Regions from separate parts of the Sus scrofa genome. Here all the other regions are linked to region 1. Evidence: chromatin contacts called from public HiChIP or PLAC-seq and promoter capture Hi-C data. All regions are on one chromosome and are shown on one strand. Each heading gives the region's core, a stretch centred on a gene start, on an enhancer-like site or on the middle of the called end of the contact. The rest is flanking DNA. Distances are from core to core; before and after follow the strand shown. Region 1 holds the start of NRP1 (neuropilin-1). Region 2 overlaps PARD3 (partitioning defective 3 homolog). Region 3 overlaps PARD3 (partitioning defective 3 homolog).

Region 1 (3,873 bases), core at 1,370-3,869:
AATACATCCAATCTAAATAACCCCTCTGTATTCCCGACTCATTCGATGATCTCAAAGAAACTAAAAATCGAACCTGGACCAAAATGAACTCATGATATTTCTTCCACTCCAGTCTAGTGTTGATGCCTATAAGACGGCTGTCGCGCATGCCCATTTAATAATGGAAGCTAGGATCGTAGGAGTCATCCTTGACAAGATCCTCTCCCTCACTGGACTATCCATCTCATCATCTGTCCTATCATTATATCTTTAAATAAATCAGGAATACAACCTTTCCAATCTCCGCTGCCTGATCCTTGTCCATGCTTTAGTTACTTCCTAAATAGTCTCTTCACTCCTTCCCTTGCTCCACTCATAACCCATTCCCATATAAGAGGCAGAATAATGAAATAAGAATACAATGTGAAATGAAGTTCTGTTACGATAAATTCAACAATTCCTTTTTTTTTTTTTTTTTCCTTTCATTTTAAGGCCACACCTGTGGTATAAAGGAAGCACCCAGGCTGGGGGCTGAATAGGAGCTGCAGCTGCAGGCCTATGCCACACCACAGCAACACCAGGTCCGAGCCACATCTTCAACGAATGCTGCAGCTTGCAGCAACACCAGATCGTTAACCCACTGAACAAGGCCAGGGATCGAACCTCCATTCTCACAGACACTACATTGGGTTCTTAACCCACTGAGCCATAACGGGAACACTCCAGCAACAATTTTTAACTGTAGGATTTTTTTTTGGTAGTTTTTAAATAATTTTTTACTGAGTTAAAAAATTCTTTAGCATTTTAGTTCCCTATGACTAAACTTTGAGATAGTCTTTCCATATTTGATTGCTCAAATTATACTTTACTGACTGTCCTACTTAAAAATAGTCCTTTCGAAAGGTGAATATGTTCTAATGATGTTGTTATTGCTTTGATAAGTGTTTCTACTGGTTATTATTATTTTAATTTTTATAATGAAAAAATAATTCAACAACGCAGAATAATCTATGATTATTCTTTCAGACAAATAATATTTTTCAAGTTCTGGCCCTAATGTCTAATACCAACAAATCTTTTGAATCTATTCACATATGTCAAAATTTAGCATTGTCTTCCTACATCTTGTTATCAAACAAATGTTCTGCATTCCAGAAAGTTTACATTGTAACTTTGTTTTAATTTTTAGATGACTGTCTTTTCTCCAACATTTGAAGAATTTTCAAGGTACCTTTTAAAAGGCCCAAAATGAAGGATCAGAAAGTAAAAGTTTATTTGTTCATTTTCTTCTTTCCTCTGCCAGTCCAAATAAAGGAGACAGCTCTACATGAGGTCCAAGACACCCCTTGAACAATAGAGTCATTTAACAGAAGTGCCATTTTTAACCAAAATCTTTTGAATAATGGGAAATTAACCTAAATTCCAATTTTTAATCTTTTCTGTTTCACTTCTTTCATTTTTTACATTTCAGATGTAGGTTAGCTCCTACTAAAAATATGCTGAAATATGTGGATTTGATGCTTTAAAAAAAAACTTGACTAAGATTTGATATAGTTCTGAAATACCAACCTGCATCTCCATATGCACCAACCTGAAATACTTTGAGGAAGTTAGTGGCTCAAACAGCCTTCTGGGAGCAGTGGATCTCACCTTATTTCTGACAAATTGATGAGGGCTTGATGAAAGAAACCATACATTTACCACCCAGTCTGTTCTTAATGATGGGCCTAGGTCCCAGCCCAGCTCAGGCTTTCTTCATGTAATAACCCCTTCCTGGGAGTCCACGGAGCAGGGCATCGCCCATCCGAGGCCTCTGCCTGGCATCTGGGAAGTATGGTGATCCATCTGCCCTTTAGTGGAACAGGGTCCCACCTGGTCTGGGATTTGTGATGGTGGGAAGAGTGATGTGCTCAGGAGACCAAAATCAAATCAACCTAGGAAGACTGCCAAATTCTTCCTCTGTCTATAACTTACCCTCACATATAGGTCGGTCTGTCTCCCTTGCCGGGAAACTGCAGAAATCTAAAACTGACCCTTTTCGGCACTTAGTGGGATCCAGCAGCAGAGGAAAGAGGTTGTTAGCAAGGACAATTTGCTCCGTACCAACCCACTAGCAGGCAATTATCAATCAGTGCGGTAGGGCTCCCATTACCCAGCACTACGTGTGTAAACTCCGGAGTCGAGAAAAGCCTCAGATCAGCTAAGACCAGAAAAATCAGAGGCATAACTTAAATACGATATTTCCCCCAGAGTACATACTGCGTGTCTTGTTAGTTGGTTGGAGAAAGGCTGGCAAAATGCTCAACGAGTGAGCAAGAAAAGAGACAAGGGTTTTCTGCGCCTGGGCCCGAGGGAGGAGCCTATCCCTGGGAAAGGCGGGAGGGCGCGGGAAGGCGGCGAGGGCGAGGTTGCCGAGCGGGGGTAGTGCCTCCCTGAGTGCAAGGTCTGGTGACTTTGTCAGCCTGGTGGGTACAGGCTGGGAAATGCACACTCAGCAGGGAAAGGGGAAGAGAGATTGGCGGCAGTTTTCTAAAAACAACACAGCTCAAGTCTTCGCCTATGCCCCCTCGCTCACCCCGCGGAGGCAGCGACGGGTCAAAACCGGTCCCCGGTGCGCGCGTGGCCGCGTAGTTCCCACTAGGAAGGGGGTGGGCGTCCGTGACTCCAGGACGCCCCCGAGCTGTGCCGCCGGCTTTCCTCTTCTCTGTCGACCCGCCAGGTTCGGAGAGGCGCCTCTCCCTCCGAGCCTTGGGCTGAGGTCGCCCGGGGTCGCGCCAAATCTGATGACGCCGCTCGTCCCGAGCAGCCGGGCACTGGGACTGGCGGGGGTGCTCCGGGAACTGAGAGGAAGGCTGGGGGGAGGCGTCGCGCGCCCGCGGTCGCCAAGCGCCTGGGCTTCCCTCCGCGGCGCCGGCTCCCCCGGGTCTGCGCAAGGCGCGACTGGCGCCCCCTCTCGCCCCGCCACTGCCCCTTCCGCTCCACCCCGGCGTTGGACTCCCGGCCTAGTTCAGCCACCTTCCCACCCGGCGTGGGGGTCTCAGAGCAGAGCAGGAGGAAACCGGTGAGGGCGAAAAGGCGCTCGAGAGGGAGGGCGACTCGCAGCACCCAGGGGGCTGGTCTCCAACTTGGAGGCGGGGACTTCCCCGGGCGCAGGCGGCGAACCCGGGGTGCAGCTCCGCGCGGCCAAGGGCCCGCCTGCGCCCCAACCAGCGCGCGTCACGGGCGTCCAGCCGCGACCGCCACCGCCGAGCCCTAGCTTGGGGCCCGCGCGCCCTGGGCTGCCTCTCTCCCTTCCCGCCCCCAGTTCTTCCGCCAAAACCTTTGACCAGGGTCTCCTTGCCAACATTCCTAAATCTTTTTTTTTTTTTTTTTTTTTTTTTTTTGCCAGCTCTTTGCGCCAGGTAGGAATAGGGCTCTGCTTTGGGGTGTGCACAGAAGCGCGGTTTCCAGAAGGTGTCTGACCTTTTCACCTTCCCTGCGAACTCCTCCGCGGGCATCTACCCCTCTCAAGGGCCTGATCTGCGGCCAAAACCTGTTTGTTCCCTGAGATGTCCTTGCTATTCATATCCGCAGAGGCTTTCTGCAGCAGTTCCCGGAAAGTCCTCGGGGATGGAACTGGGGGGCATCCAACCCACAGTGAGGACGCGCCGCCTTAGGAGGCGGGGGTGGGCAGGAGCTGGAGGGCCGGCGTGACAATGGCCTGTGGCCCGAGCGGGCGCCGTGAGAGTCCTGCCAAGAGCAACTCCCGCCCCCGTTCTCGCTGGTCCGGGATGCACACAAACCGCGGCCACCGGACCCCTAATTTCCAAACCCGGAGCACCTGGGTTCTCAGTCAGAAGGCTGGGCGGGGTCAGGCGACGACTGCCCCCTAGCTGGAAGGCGCATTGCCTCCTA
Region 2 (3,694 bases), core at 657-3,156, 650 kb before region 1:
GCTTTTTGAGACAGACGTATAAACAGGGACAGGGATCTGATGGGATTTGAACAGGGCGATGGATAACTGCTGCTGACCCACTGAAACAGCGTACCTGACACAGCCCGGAAACCCTCCCACGGCAGCGGGCGTGCCACCAGCCCCCTCTCTGTTCTTTCCTCGCCGTCCTCCTGTGCTCTGTTCCGCCGAGGGCCTGCCTTGTCCCTATTGATGGAGAGATGGCCCCTTTCCCTCTCCCTGTCCTGCCCGCTTCCCGCTGTGGCCCCGCCACAGATTTTCTGCTGCACAAGGTGAGGCCCCAGCCGATGCCTTAAGGATTTATTTTAAATTTGCTGCAGTAAAGGTTTGTTTATATTTCTTTGTAATCAGATGAGAGAGATTTTAGCTCACTTTCTCCACAGATATTTATTGAGGATTTAGTATGTATTAAGCTCTATGCCCTATGCCCTGTGGAAGATAGACACACACACACACACACACACACGGGCATGCACACACACACGGGCATGCACACACACACTTGAATGACACCTGACCCTTCCCCCGTGGGGGGGGGGTTCAATATGTTTAAAACATTGGTGAAAGAAGAAGAAATATTGCCCCAATTCCTCCATGTGCCTTTGCAAAATCTGGTGAGAGTTTCCCAAATCCAGCTGAGAAATGATCTTTCCAATACTGTCAGCGTAAGCAGGAGTCAGTGCGCAGTGTAACTGGATATTGATCTTCTTAACGATGTCTCATGGAAAGCTTTTCAGTCCGCCTCTTAAGGTGTGTTTTTTGGAGACAAGACCGTCAGCTCAGGGATGATCCTGGGGTCTGACATAGGTTCCCAGAACAAGACCACTCCCTGGGGGGCTCATCTCCTGGGGCCTTCGAACTGTATCAAACAGTAGGGATCAAATACATTCTCGTGATTTAAGAACAAGCTTCTAAATGTCCATCTTTATATCCTGACCTTTCCTCTAGTTTGCAACACACAGAGTAGAATGAAGAGCTGGGGGGTACCTTGGGGCTGTGTGTCCTTGAGTACGTGACTCCACCTCTCTGGGCCCCGGTTTACGGCTTCATGACAGGGGTGTTCACACCCATCTCACAGACAGGTTATAAAGATTAAGGATTACACGGAAGGGGTGTGGATCTAATCCTGGTGCATATTAAGCTCTTAATACGTGGGCGTCATTCTGAACGTTTTAACTATTTCCGCGCTGAGTTGAACTTGATGTGTTACCCCGTATCATCTCAGCATAGCCTTCTGTGCCTTACAGAGCATCCTTTGCTTTGATCTCCTTTTTTCTGTTTTAGGTTTCTCATGAGAGAAACCACATGGTGCAGATACCATCCATTTCATTTCCCGTTACCATCACCTCCCCCCATGAGGGCATGAGCAACCTCCTAAAACTGGCCTTTGTCCCTGGCGCGTTCTTTAAAGCTCACCCACAATATATTGCTATTGACTCTGCAGTGCCTAAGGTATACTGCATATGTGGGTTCCCCCGATCGGTGTACTTCGTTTTGATCCAGGATCAGTTAGGTTCTGTGTATTGCATTGACTTGTACTCTATTGTACTTCTGATCCCTGGAAAGCGTTCTCTCTCCCACCATCCCCTTTTCATGTCTTGTGTGATGGTGCCATGTGCAAAATCAGCTGCTTGTCTTGTATCCCGACCCATATTGCCGTGTGCCTCCGTGGTCCCTGTGGTCCAGGGCCAGGCAGTGATGGGAAAGTGGGGCTGCAGACTCAGCCGCGTTTCCTGCCTCCCCCCTGCTTCCACTGGGAGGTCACACGTACCCCTCCTCCCCCATCCCCCAATGTCTCTCAGAACTTGCTTCGCGTCTAGGATGTGGGCCTTGGATTTATCGTGCTGGGATGTGGAGTCCAGAAGGGGCAGGACAGCTGAGGCGTGAGAGCTGGAGGCAGCGGATTCCCAAGGGCTATGAGGGCAGAAAGGCTCCCTTTAACAGTGGAGGTTAGGGAAAGGCTTTGCTGGTGGCTTGTGTCCCCAGAGCGAAACTGCCGGTCCAGCCCTGAGCTCTGGCAGCCCCTTTCTGCACCCAGAGGACCTGAAGCCGGGTGACCATCAGGCAAGTGAGAGGCTCACTCTCCCTTCACCGCCACCAGGTGGATCCCTCCTTCTCACTGTGTCCTTCTCTGGCTGTGCCAGAAAGCTGCTGCTCTGCTGTTGCTTTGGCTATCACATTGTTTGCCAGAGTTGGGTACATGGAAGCTTCCTGAATCTTTAAAGTTTCTCTCCATTTGGAGTCCAATGCTGTCCACCCCCAGGAGGAGGGGCCCTGTGCTCTGCTTTCAGCAGGAAAGGTAGCGGCAGTCCCAGTGGCAGGCCTGTTTTTCCCAGGTCATGTGGGGGACAAAGACCTGTGCTTAGATATACCTGACTCTTGGTCAGGGTCAGCTGCCTGCTTGGTGAGGCCTCGTGCAAAACAAAAACACAGGGTCCCTTATCTGAAATGCAAGGAAAAGTGTTGGAAAAGGTATGAAAATTAAAAGCGTGCTCCTTTTTTCTGAGGTCTCTTTTCTGACTTATTATGATGCTTTTAATTTGCTATTGAATGTTGTTCCAAATAGGGAAACACCGACATTTTAAATCACAAGCATGAATTTTGCAGTTCATCTTTCTGTTGCACAATGTCAGTCTTTTTTTTTTTTTTTTTCAGGGCCATACGTGCAGCATATGGAAGTTCCCAGGGTAGAGGTTGAATCAGAGCTGCAGCTGCCCGCCTGCACCACAGCCACAGCAATGCCAGATCCAAGCTACATCTGTGACCGACACCACAGCTCACAGCAACACTGAATCCTTAACCCACTGAGCGGGATGAGGAATCAAACCCACATCAAACCCACAATCATCCCACCCGATACCAGTCGGGTCCATTACCACTGAGCCATGACGTGAACTCCCTAATGCTGGTTTTAAATGAAACAATGAGAGCATTTAACTCCTGCCCAGAATCACTGAAATCATATCATTTGTATTTCATGAATCATACATGTGTGTGTGTTGCGTTGTCGACAGGGCAGTGGAACACTGCACAAAACTCAGCTGTTCGTGTCTCTTCTTCTTTTTTTTTTTTTCTTTTTAGGGCCATACCCGCGGCATATGGAGGTTCCCAGGCTAGGGGTGGAATCGAAACTGTAGCTGCCAGCCTACATCACAGCCATAGCAGTGCCAGATCTGAGCCGCATCTGTGACCTACACCACAGATCACAGCAACGCCGGATCCTTAGCCCACTGAGCGACACCAGGGATCGAACCTGCCTCCTCATGAATACTATTCAGATTCGTTTCCACTGAGCCAGGACGGGAACTCATGTTGGTGTCTCTTGATGCATGCAGTCTCTGCCCCACTCTCTGCCTTTGACCCGTCGAGTGAGGGAGGAGTAAAAGGAACAGGACTGTGGTTGCCTATGTTCCCTTTACTTCTGTGACTCCTTTACTTTGAAAGTGTTTGGTTAATTACAGGAATTAACATGGGAAGAAAGGCTGCACTAGGGCTCCTTGATCACACCTGTTTCCTAGAAGCCAGTCGCCTCCTCTCTGCATTGGAAGAAAGTTCTAGTTTGAATGGCGAGCATGGCCTCTCAGGACCGTCAGCGCCTGTGCTCTGGGAGCCTCCAGAAAGGGACATGGAAATGAGGGGAGGTGGCCCCACGGTGCCACCACGTGGCTGGGATCTC
Region 3 (3,962 bases), core at 484-2,983, 680 kb before region 1:
GGACACAGTGAGGCTGAGAGAGGGGTCCTTATATTAATGAATATGATGCATGAGCAGAAAAGAGCCTTTCCTCTTCTTAAATTGTCCTTAGACTGCATGTGACTGATCTCAGCCGGAAACAACCTGTGCAGAGGGTGAGCATCTGATTGGAGCCTCTTAAAACCCCAATTCCACGCTCCTCTCTTTAAATGCATAGAAGGTCCTAGGTGTTTTTGGAAGTCACTAATCTAAACCATGGAAGGATCCCCAGCATAGATTGAGACTCTGACAAGCTGATTCTAGCAATGGACAAATATCAAAAACAAAAAGGTGACTAGAGAGGTATTTTCATTTTTTTTCAGATTAATTATGGAATACTCCATGCCCATCTCCTGTAGCCATGTGAGATCATTTTTATAAATTACCTGTGATTCACATTCACCAGCTGTGCCGGTTTTGAAGCTGAGCAAAAACGGCTACATGTTAAGAAATAAAAATTTGTGTGCTTCAACATTTGGTCAGTGTCGATGTGCTGAAAAGCGTAAATATTTTCACTGGATGGGAGACTGTCTTGTCTTTTTAATATTTCCCAGAAAACATCGTGCTGACTTTCCTCATGGCCCAGATTTCTATTATCGAAGTATGTCTGAAAAAAATTAATGAGCCCCCAATAGGTATATACACATCTATGGAGAATTAAAAGAACATTTACATGTCAGGTGATGTTAGCCACCCTTAAAAATTGTCAGTCCTTGTTTGCCCAGAGCTACTCTATACATCTTGCTGAACTGTGGAGTGTTTCTTAAAGACCCTCTCCATTCACTAAACAGTCTCGTACGCTGGGTTCGCATGGCTTGCTTTGGGTATGTACATTTCCGTCATTCTCTTCCTTGAATTCAACACTCTTCAGGATTCTGAGAAGACGTTTTGAGGTAGAGTAGACAATGTCCCTTTTCTAGGCTTCTCCTTTACCTCTGGGAACGTCTCCACCTGCCTGTCCTGCTTCACAGGCTTGGTTTGATCGGCAGAGAATGCAAGTCTGAGCAAATACAGCAAGGGACATTGGCTGCTGACGTGGTTTTAGATTCAGATCTTGGCTCTGCCCCTTGCTTGGATGTTGGGCAAGTTATTTAACCTCCGTGAGCCTCGTTAAACTCATCTGTATTTAAAATTTTTTGTCCCATTGTTAGACCATATGTCAGCTGTGTCCTGATTTTTATCTGCAGAAACTATGTTCTTTCTAACCACCCGTCATGATCTGTGTTCGAAACTATTGGGGGTAAAAGAGAAATCCAGGTCCAACCTCTGATAATAACGCTCTTCTCGTCTTTTGGGAGACTAACAGACGGATTTAAATAACACAACCGGTTTTATGGACCATGCTGTTTATTCTAATAGCTAGACCAGAATGGTTTGATTGACTTTTTCAAAATCTGGTATGTTTTTTACCATATGGCCAAGGCCATATCTGGAGTGCCAAGCTAATAAGGCTTCTTTTCTCTGCCAGTGAACCATGAAAGTTGTTAGCAAAATGTTTTATTTTGAAGTGATCCGTTTCCCAAGCTCTTGGTGATATAAACACCCTTCTTAAGAGATAAAGTGGGGATTATCATGCATTCGTCATTGGAAATTTGCTGGTGATGCCTGAAAATGTTATACAGCCGCCCTAAGTCAGTCGGTTGTGGGTACACAGTAGAGGTTCCATTCTTCTGCAAGGTGTTGTAACATGGGAAGAATACTAAACATGAGAGTTTAGTAATACTTGGCAAGAGCATGTGTTTTTAGACAGTCCAGGTTTCAAAGAGGATGACTTTGTGCTTTCCTCATGTTGGAAAAGCCTCAATGTGTACAGATCATTCTGAATCATAAGCACTGATTCCTGCGTATCACAGTGAAAGGATATAACAGGGCGAGAGGGTCTTCTAATCGAATCCATCAATTCTTCAAGAATTTTTGACATCCCCTGTTTCCTCGGTACCATCAGAATATTTGTATCTTGCATTTTTCTCCTCTGCCTGTTTATCTTTTCCTTTTCATCCTTTAGTGTGTATGCTGTATTTAAATTAGCTTCTGAAAAGTCCCGTTCTAATTTCACCATCCCAGCCCTTTCTGGATCTGTATCTATCGACTATGTTTTTCCTGGTTCTGGATCACATTTTTCTCCATCTTGTATCTAATAATTTTTTTTTTCCATCAGCTCTCAGACGTTTTGAATTTTAGGATGTTGAAAACTGCATTTTGTTGTGCTTTTTAAAGAGTGTTGGGTCTCTCCCAGAAGGGAGTTAAATCATGTGCCGATTGTTTTTGTTTGTTTTTAGGTTGTTTGTAAATCTCTTTCAGGCCAGATCCAGAGGACCCTTCATGCAAAGGCCAAATTTAACCCATTTTTCCCCAAGATGAGGCTCTTCTTGACTGAATGTGTTAGGTGTTGAGCCAGTGTATTCCATGACTGCCCAGGGTGATTTTCCTCGCAGGGGATTCTGTCTGGGCTTGTGGGGTTTTCTGTGACTCAGGCCCAGCCGAGCATCCAAGGACTGAAGAGGAACACGCAGATTTGCAGAGCGCTTTCTCTGTAGATCCCTCCTCCCGGGTCACCTGTCCCACAGGTTCTGACCCTCGTGTCCTCCTCTGCTTCCGCCTCCATCTGCGCAGCTGCAGGGCTGCTGTTTCCCCTCCTGCTCGGAAGTCCGACTCACCTCCAGCCGGGAAGCCTGGGCGGGGGCGGAGCGCACCTCACGCAGGTGTCCTCACAGTCCCCGTCCTTCTCATCCCCGTTTTCTGAAAAGAATCGTGTCCTACGTTTATCTAGTTTTCCAGTTGCTTAGAGTATGAAAGGACTTCTAAACGATTTCTACCTTTCTTTTTTTTAAAAAAACATTTATTCAAGTTCATTGATTTACAATGGTCTGTCAATTTCTGCAGTGCAGCCAAGTGACGCAGTCACGGATATATATACGTTCTTTGTCTCGTATTATCTTTGGTCATCTTCTATCCCAACACTTCTGCTCTTCTTGCCGGAAGCGGAAATCTCTTAAAATGGATTCAAATAATTGTTCTCTCCGGGGGCTGCTTCTTTGGACTCGCATCAGTCTTACCCTGGAACCACTTCACACGTGGCTTCAGCCCCTCTCTGCGAAGAAAGACGATCTTCAAGTGACCAGACTGCCAAACGTGGAGACGTGGCACAGCTGCCGTCTCTAAAGTAGCTCCTATTGAAGGCCACGCCCCCACGCCATCCTGAATCACAGGATGAGCTTCTTCGGTGTCTCCTTTACCTGTGCCTTCTTGTGGACCCCGCCTTCTGGGAGCAAGCGGCTGTCCCCCGCATGTCACAGTCCTCAAGCACCTACTCTGTCGTCTGGTTTTCTCCCTCTCGTGCCTGCAGCTGCCACTGAATCTATTCCTAACGTTGTCGTAGGTAGAGCCGGTCAACTTCTACATTCCCTGTGGCTTCTACAAGCCCAGAACAGCATCACGGCTTCAACAGAAATAAATCTGGGCCAGGGATGCAATTGGAACCGCAGCTGGAGCCTGCGCCACAGCCATGACAACACTGGATTTGAGCTGCATCTGCGACCTATGCTGCAGCTTGTGGCAATGCAGGATCCTTAACCCCCTGAGCAAGGCCTGGGATCGAACCTGCATCCTCAGGCCAGGGATTGAACCTGCATCAGGTCCTTAACACACTGCATCTGGTTCTTAACCTGCTGAGCCACAACAGGAACTCCTGGTGTTCTCTTCAGGGTCAAAACTGTGGCCACCACAGTGTGTGCCCCCCTCCCTCCACCGCTGTGTCACCGCCCCGCTTCCTCTCACCTGTCTCTGCCCTTGTCTCCTTCCTTCATCCCCCTATCTAGTCGTGAGGTCTTGAGATGCTGCTTCTATACTCTTTGTCTATTCGGTTCTTCTCCACCTGTTTCCCTTTCCTGGCAAAGGATGTACTGTCCTCCACCTGGTACACAAAGATCTGTGACCCGCTGCGC

The links. Promoter capture Hi-C pulls out the DNA fragments that hold promoters and counts their contacts. HiChIP or PLAC-seq counts read pairs in DNA pulled down with a chosen protein or histone mark.
Region 2: a contact with region 1 is called in an H3K27ac HiChIP or PLAC-seq map of skeletal muscle, with 13 times the contacts expected there. The contact joins the enhancer-like site here to the promoter of NRP1 in region 1. A contact is called at or near these places in 3 of 5 promoter capture datasets (fetal liver, fetal skeletal muscle and liver), 15 of 47 Hi-C or Micro-C datasets (embryonic fibroblasts, epiblast stem cells, fetal heart ventricle and 9 more) and 2 of 2 datasets of contacts at active chromatin or transcription factors (alveolar macrophages and skeletal muscle).
Region 3: a promoter capture Hi-C map of liver shows a contact between it and region 1, with 7 times the contacts expected there. The contact joins the enhancer-like site here to the promoter of NRP1 in region 1. A contact is called at or near these places in 2 of 5 promoter capture datasets (fetal liver and liver), 4 of 47 Hi-C or Micro-C datasets (embryonic fibroblasts, heart right ventricle and liver) and 2 of 2 datasets of contacts at active chromatin or transcription factors (alveolar macrophages and skeletal muscle).

The regions. Positions count from the first base shown.
Region 1 is chr10:56,429,578-56,433,450 of Sscrofa11.1, reverse strand. NRP1 (neuropilin-1) reads left to right here and starts at 2,619. Exons shown (of 18, transcript XM_021064971.1): 1 at 2,619-3,040.
Region 2 is chr10:57,083,228-57,086,921 of Sscrofa11.1, reverse strand. The region is part of intron 23 of PARD3 (partitioning defective 3 homolog); the gene reads left to right. Among named protein-coding and RNA genes, the nearest start is that of PARD3, 520 kb to the left of the region's middle. Within about 2 kb of position 1,906, at least 9 of the 83 cell types and tissues checked have an H3K27ac peak or open chromatin away from gene starts, as enhancers often do. A contact at or near this core is called in fetal liver, liver, retroperitoneal adipose tissue and 1 more, where this site is marked.
Region 3 is chr10:57,107,607-57,111,568 of Sscrofa11.1, reverse strand. The region is part of intron 23 of PARD3 (partitioning defective 3 homolog); the gene reads left to right. Among named protein-coding and RNA genes, the nearest start is that of PARD3, 490 kb to the left of the region's middle. Within about 2 kb of position 1,733, at least 3 of the 83 cell types and tissues checked have an H3K27ac peak or open chromatin away from gene starts, as enhancers often do. A contact at or near this core is called in liver, where this site is marked.